Regions from separate parts of the Anas platyrhynchos genome. Here region 2 is linked to region 1. Evidence: chromatin contacts called from public Hi-C data. All regions are on one chromosome and are shown on one strand. The core of a region is the stretch at or near the end of the contact, and the rest is flanking DNA. Distances in the headings are between cores, read along the strand shown.

Region 1 (3,684 bases), core at 1,000-3,499:
TCTCTAGATATCCAGCACTGGAGAACTGTGAGGGGTTAAATCATTTTGGATTCTTACACAGATAGATGCAACCAAAATACAGGCATAAAAGAAAATTATGTAAAGCAAATAATAGGCCTTAACTTGTGAAAGCATATATTTGCCTTAAAGAGCTCTGCAGCGTTCTTTTACTACTCCCATAGAGAGAGCAAATAAAATGGATTCTCTGTCTCCACTAAAAGTAAGTGACAACTTTCAACTTAAATGTGAGTTGGTAATTTTCAGGCTTAGAAAAAGGTATTAATGCCAATCTCAAACCAAAAATGTTGCTGCAGAGCAGACCTTTATGGCAATTGCTCCAGAAACTCAGTGGAAAACACTCAAAATTACTGCTGAAATGCATAGTTGTATGAATTATGAATTATCAGTGAATGCCAAAATTGTTTAAAACTATAGTCATATTGATCAGGAAGCATGCAGTATGGTAAAACAGCCTTAAATCATTAATTTCAGTAAGGAGTTCAGTACTCCTACAAAGCCAGCAACATTCAAAGACATCTAATCCTGAAGCACGCTCAAAGACAAATGAAACCCAGCACACCTCTGCCAGCTCTCTCCAAAAGCATTTAGGAGCATGTTTGAGAGGCTCTGCACAGTCTTCCCTTGACTCCCAGCCTGCCAAACCAGACTGCCTCTCCCCATCCCAGAAAACAGACTCACTTGTACACTTAGTCTAGTTTTACAAGTTTTTTTTTTTTTGTTTTTTTTTTTTTTTTACAACATTACAGCATATTCAAGGTGTGGAATCAGTTGTACTGGGGTTTAAACACAACACTGAGAAGGAAATAAGCCTTCTTCATAAAAACACACTAGCTATCTAAGCTAATCCAATATATTACCTTTACATAATTTTGAAGTTTACTGAATTGTAGTGCCCTGGGATTTGTGGCTCCTCTTTTGGTCAGGATGGTTTCACCCTGGAGTGACATACTCCTGCTAATGTACAGATTATTGTATTAAAATCCTACACCACTCTGCAAGATAACTCATCACAAAACTACTGGGAATCATGCAGGCAGGAGGTAAGTATGCCCTAATGTGATAGATTTTCATTGCAAGCGTCTACATCCAAGCCACACTGCACTGAAGATTTGAAGATGCCCTGAAGAATTCTTTCTGCTGAAGTACTATCACAGAACTAAGATAACTCTAATTTCCAAAAAAATGTAATTTCTCTTCAGCTTCATTGCACAGGACATATTTCTTTATTCAGTGGCCAAAGCTGAAATACAGAAATGTTGGGATGAAAACTAAGAAATCCAAAATCCCTCTCTAGGACAGCAGTCTGTCTGTAATTCAGAATGCCCAGCACACAATAGCATTGTAGGTCTACCTATTTCAACCACTGCTTCAATACAACCATAAGGAGAGTATGAAAAGGAAAAGGAAACAATAAGGTGCATGCATAGCTTTTTGTTCATCTCCCCGTTATACAGAATGAGAAGAGACATAAGATCCAAGAGTTTAAAATGTCAGTGTGGTCACTTTATTGCAGGCAGTGAGGCATTTGCCCAAAGGAAGTTCAATCTAAACATTTTTCTGTTTGGAACAATGTTATTTATTTTTCAGTATTTCTAGTTAACTAGCCATAAATACCATTTTCAGCTCAGTAAAAGAGAAATAGAAGAATTGGAAGAGAATTCTTCAAAAGAAGCCCAGACTATAAAGAAAATGTAGTCTGAATTGTTCAGCTTTTGGCATAATTGCCAAATGCAAACTATTGCCTCAGAATCAATAGCAGAAAAGGATTACAGAAAATTGTAAGCACGCAATAGTAAAAACAGTACTGGAGTAGAAACTATGTTTTGTTTCATTACTTCTTTAATACATTTTTTTTGCCTCCCCATCTTTCTAAAAAAAATCTGTTTAGATCAATTAACATATCTAACTCTCACTCCAAATAGGACAAATTATTTTACTTCAATGCCTCTTAAGCAAGTTAACTTGGGAAACATTTCTTTTTGCAAGGAAAAGTTTATCTACCCCTTTTTATTACCTTTTGCCTACTTTCTTGATACTACTTATTCAGGCTTGCTGCCATCAATGTTTTCAGAGAAAACCAACTCTTGTCCTTGCAACAAGCCTCACATCATAAGGCCTGTTGATAATTTTCCAAGTAGAAGTAGCAGCAGTGTAACATCTGTACTCCCCAACCAAGGACAGGCCAATTATAGGCAGTTAGTATGTGCATACCTCATGAAAAGCTGGTCTTTTCCCCAAAGATTTCCAGTCAATGGCATTCAGTATGACTGATAGGACAGGCTTCATACAACTAGCCTATCCTGGCCACATAACTTCATGAGTTTGTTCATATATTTTGACTACGTGATGAGGGAGGAACAAAGACATTCCTCAGAAAGAAATCAGCACTGCATAAGGCACCAGAGCATATTACGTCCGCACTGTCCATGTTTCAGAGGCTCTCCAGAAAGAAAAATCACATGAACAGTTTTGGAAGTCTACAGCTTCTTTTGTCACTTAGTCAGAGAGCAGTGGGGATGACAGTGTTATGGCTACTTGATGGATACACATACAGCCATATGATGGTGAGGGACTGTGCTGATGCTGAGACAAGAGAGTAGCTGGGAGCAAGATGTCAAAAGCATTCAAAATACCAGAGGGACAACAGCTAGACAGGTTTCCACAGAAAAGCATCCTGGCATCATTACAAATCATAACGTGAACATGAATCACTGATGCTGTCTGTTCCAAAAACCACCAAAACCAGAATGCCACTCAAAGCACTGGGATTTGAAAACAAGAATGCAGCCAACAAGATACCTTGGAGTAATCCTCTCCTTGCAATTTTCACTCAGAAAGCCTCTAGCTGGAATCCTGAATGTAGTTTTGGGCCCATCTCAAGGAAGACTGGAACTAATAACCATAATGAGCAGGGATTCAGCAAACGTAAAAGATATGAAAAGAGATTAGCTTAAGGAAGAGAAGACAGAGAGGTGCTGTAGCGGACAGGTATGAGAGCAGCCTTTATGGAGAAATAAAATAATCTGCTCAGTGTATTCTTACTAGACGTGACAAGAAGTAAAGCTGCAAAAAGGATGATAGAGTCTAGATCTTAGGAAAGTGTTAAAAATAATTAAGCACTAAAAAAAGTAAGCAGAGGTGGTCATGAAATCTTCAACTGTGGAAGGCTCTAGGAAGAACATATGCAAACACCTCCTCTTGATGTTGGGATGACAACCTCTGGAGTCTCCTTGGGCCAAGATATAAGATACATCCTCTTTCTTATCTCTACCTGCTCTTGGGAGATCGAGATTATCAAGGAGCAAACTGAATAGGTTATATAAATCCCATATAAAACTGCAGCTATACAATGTCCATGCCCACCTCTGTGAGGCTCTCAGGACAGCAGGGAGAAGGCAGTGGACTGAATGGAGTGCTGTAGAGGAGAAGGCCAAGCCTTCAGGTGATGTCACCCCTAACCTAAATAGCATAAAACAGTTTAGATCTATCAAGCACAGTGAAGGGCCAAATTGTGCTGGATATCTTCAAACGAAACATTCTGCTGTAAAACTTACACAGCTGGGGAGGATACAGGACTGGAATGCTTCACTCTGAGGGAGAACACAAAAGGAATGACAGAAGTGAAGAACTCAAAAGAATGTTTTTATTAACTGCTGTTCAAAG
Region 2 (4,046 bases), core at 885-3,384, 84 kb after region 1:
CTTTCAAGTATGTGCATCTGTTCAGAGCTCAGTTCCCAGGCTAGACGCTAAGCTTGGTGCTGATTCACCTAACTGCAGGTGAAGGCACCTCGAGTTAGCCAATATCAAATGCCCAGACTTACGTTTCTGAACTCCCACTCTTCTTTTCAGATCAGGCATTTGAACCCAGACTGCAAGGGCTCAGTGTTGGATGGATCCTGGGGCCTGACTCAGTACAGCCAGAGGGGATTCAGAAGCCTGTGCTGAGCAGTGTTTCTCAGAGGCTGGCACAACGTGCCAGAAAGTCTTGGAGACTCATGGAGCACAGAAGCAAAGCACACAGGGAACAGGCTTCTGCAGCTTAATGCTTAGATCACCAAGGAGGAGAATCATGGGTTCCAATCCAGCTTTTTAGGGTTATTTCTAAGTTTTTCACATAACAGATGTAAAAATCACATACACAATCCATCAAATAAAAGTCACATTTCCTGGATGAGGACCTTAACTAGTAGGCTACTGAGTTGGGTTGACTCTTGCTTGTTTTCATTCCGGTCTTGCGACTCTTGCATCATGAATGTGAACACAACACAATTTCTCATGCCTACTTCTTTTACGTGCTTTCTGGTTAAGGCAATCAGGGCTTGCAGTGTTAGTGTTTGCTAGTAAAAGGGTTGGAATAAATATGTATTTTAAGGAGCCAGTTCCTTCTTTGGATCTGGCTGTAAGTGGCACATACTGGAACAGGGACACATATAGTAAGTTGTGTAAGTCATACACCATCTTTAAAAGAAACATTTGTTCATTGCTTTTTAAATTTATTTATATTTTCTACAGTTGTATTGATAGCCAAAGGAGCTTGTCTGCTTTTCACAGCACATATTGCTATGTTTAAAAAGAGCTTTTACAAATTCTCAGTCTGGCACCTCACATAAAACACTGAGTCACAAGTCCTTTGAACCCCAAAGTTGTTCATCCCTCTATTTACTCCTTCAGCCCAATAAACGCCAGGATAACGCTGAGGATATGCTCCCTGCCAATTCCTTCGGTCTACTATCACTCACACATTAAAATAACAACTCAATGAGCTAAGAAGCAGACGGCGGTACTATTATACCAAGGCTTTCCATTTCAGACCGCCTCGCTCACAGACGCAACTTTTCTGTTTCCCGGCGTTAGGCGGGATGCCAGCCCCATGCCACCACCACCGAGCCCCAGGGCACGCAGCGCATCCTCAGCCCCCCGCACGGCCCCCGCGCCTGTAATTTATTTTATATTTTCACCCGGAGCGTTTTTAGCTAGTTACTGAGTTCCTTTTCAACCGGGAACCAGTTGCGGGTATTTTAAAGTGGTTCGAAACGCCCTGGGTGCCGCGACCCCCGGCCGGGGGGAGCCCCAGTGGCAGTGCCCTGCGAGGGGCGCGCTGTGCCCGGGGGGAGTGCAGGGGGGCGAGGCGGTCCCCGAATGTCCCCCGGCCACCCACTGCCCCCCAAAACGTGCCCGTGAGAGCCGGAGGGCTCTCCCCGTGCCCTGCCGAGGGGGTGGCTGACACCCCCCTCTTTGACCCCACACAAAAGCAGGGGGGGAAAGGTTGGAGGGGGGTGCGAGCCGAGCCCCACCGCCCCCGCAGGGGGATCGGGGAGAACAGGGGGGGGCATCTCGGCGGAGCCCGGGGCGGGCGGGACGGCGAGCTGCGGACAGGTAAAAATGGAAGGAGGGGAGACACCGCTGGCGAAACTTACCGGAGGAAACGGACGAGCCGGACAGACTGGAGTTACTGGATGCTGCCATGGTCCCTCCTCCTCCTCCTCCTCCTCCTCCTCGCCCCTTAGCTGCGAGCCCCGCGCGGTGCCCCGCTGCCGCCCGGCCGCTGCTGCCGCCAGCCCATGGCCAAGTGCCGCCGCCCGCGCCCCGCTTCCTGCGCCGCCGGGGAGCGGCAGGCGGCGGAGCCCCGCCGGGGCGCTGCCGGCCGCGCCGCGGGGCTGGGCTGGGCGAAGCCGCTCGGAGGGGCCGGCAAAAGACCCCGCGGGGCTTCCAGCGCCCCTCTCCGCACGGGGAGCGGGGTCACCTCGCGGCGGGGACGGGAGAGCCGCCCTGCCTGCCTGCCTGCCTGCCTGCGCCTTGCCTTGCCTTGCCTCGCCTTCCCTCCTCCTCCACCTCCTCCTCCTCCCTTCCCTTCCCGTCCCTTCCCTTCCCCGCCTCCTGGCGGGCAGCGCTGACAGCCCGCCGGGGGGGACCCGCCGCCGCTCCCCCCGCGCACACAAAGGAAGCGGCGGCGGGCAGGGGGGGTCCCGCTCCGGTGAGTCCCGGTGGCCCCACCGAGCAGCGGCCGAGCCCCAAACCTGCACGGGGCTGGTGGCCGGAGCTGATCCTACCCGGTGCCGGTGCCCGTGCCCCCGCCGGAGCCTGTTGAGCGCCTCGGCACGGCGCTGCCGCCGAGGGGGGCTCTGCGCCCCCATCAGCGGGGCTGCGCACCTGGGGCAGGGCATGTGGCAGCCCTTTGTCTGCTTGCTGCTTTCCTCCTCCGCCTGGCACCTCTCACCCTCACTTTTCTTCATTTTTTTTTTTTTAATTTTTATTTTTCCGCACATGGCTTCCTTTTTCTTAAAAAAGAAGCCCACACCCTCCCGCTCCCGGGCTCTCACTGCCGCTCCCCGGCTCTCACTGCCACTCCTGGGCTCTCCCTGAGCCCTGCAGGGGCCGCAGGTGGTGTGGGGGGGCGACCGCAGCTGGGGCCCGGCGGCTCGGGGAAGGGGGGGGAGGAGAAGACACCCCCCCGGGGGTGCCTGTCAGCCGTGCTGAGGGCACTGGCCTGCCTCTTAATGGGCGACTTCCTAAGAGGACGAGCCAAGAAAGCATCAGTTGAAAGCTCCTCTCTGCTGACCGCTCTTTATGTTCCCTTCGCAGCGCTTTATTGCCAGCCAAAGCTTCCATCTCATTTTATTAAATGAGGGCAAAAAGGCAGCAGGAAGGTGGTCAGCTGTCAGATGGTTGTCAAAAGCCGAGCGGCATGGCAAGTCCTGTTGGCATGTGATCTGCAAGAAGCCTCTAACCCATTTGCCTTGATGATGATTTATGAAAGCCTTCCATGTTTCATAACAGAGAGGCTATAAAATAAAGTTACTTCGGGACGAGTGAGGAATCGCATTAAAGTTTCCCCGGCAAGTCAAGCCCTATCCACCCAGCCGCACAGCTTTCCAATGATCGTGCAAACTGCGTGCCCTGGCTGTCACCCGCACCCAGCCCCTTCCCCTCCTCCTGGTGCCAAAATAAAACCCGGGCTCGCTGCACCAGCCAGCCGGGTCCCACGTCTCCTCGGGAAAAAAGGTGTCGAGACCCCCTCTAGCGGCCAGCGCACAGCCGGTGCCCGCCATCCCCGCAGCCCCGGCCGGCAGCGGTGCGGGGCTCCGACCCCATCGGGAGTCCCGCATGGAGCTCGGGGGCGCGTCTGGTGCGACTTGCTTTTCCAGGCTTGCTTTTGTAATGGTAGTTCACGCCATGTGAGAGGCAGAAACCTTTACAACCAGCTTTGGCGCTAACTCTTATTAATCTGGAAATTACCGCCTGACACACAGAAAAATGCTACAGGCGTGTCACTGCTTTTTGGTCCTTGGCCAAATATTTTGTGTCACGCGTTTTAAAGATTAAATGCTGGGGAAAAAAAAAAAGAAAAAAAAAAAAGAGAAAGACAGAGGGTTCTTTTGTCTTCTGGATTAGGTCATAAAAGGAGGCTGAAACCTGGGATGTTGAAAAATATTGTAGTATGCTATGCAATATGGTAAATGTCAAGACTGTAATGGTAAATTGTTCACTCATAGAGTACATCATGTTATGAAGTGGTATTCACTCATCTCTTACATGTTTATTTTTTCTGCTCCTCCTGCTGTATCTTTCTTTCTAATTTGTCTCCTATAGTCTGTCACATGTCTTCATTTTTCTTCTTCATAATCCTGCACTCATCTGTTTCCAGAAACAGTCAGATAACTGTGTCATATGATTGGGGACATACAGTGTTGTTAACAAAACTAGTAGAATCCGTGGGAAAGATACCCCAGACAAAAAGAAAGAGG

The links. Hi-C and Micro-C count contacts between places; a contact is called where the count stands out from the background.
Region 2: a contact with region 1 is called in a Hi-C map of F5 follicle, with 5 times the contacts expected there. The contact joins the promoter of CHN2 here to the enhancer-like site in region 1. A contact is called at or near these places in 6 of 8 Hi-C or Micro-C datasets (F1 follicle, F5 follicle, liver and 3 more).

The regions. Positions count from the first base shown.
Region 1 is chr2:123,359,027-123,362,710 of IASCAAS_PekinDuck_T2T, forward strand. The region is part of intron 3 of CHN2 (chimerin 2); the gene reads right to left. Among named protein-coding and RNA genes, the nearest start is that of CHN2, 84 kb to the right of the region's middle. Within about 2 kb of position 2,250, at least 4 of the 8 cell types and tissues checked have an H3K27ac peak or open chromatin away from gene starts, as enhancers often do. A contact at or near this core is called in F1 follicle, F5 follicle and small yellow follicle, where this site is marked.
Region 2 is chr2:123,442,808-123,446,853 of IASCAAS_PekinDuck_T2T, forward strand. CHN2 (chimerin 2) reads right to left here and starts at 2,135. Exons shown (of 13, transcript XM_038173738.2): 1 at 1,719-2,135. The coding sequence starts at 1,767.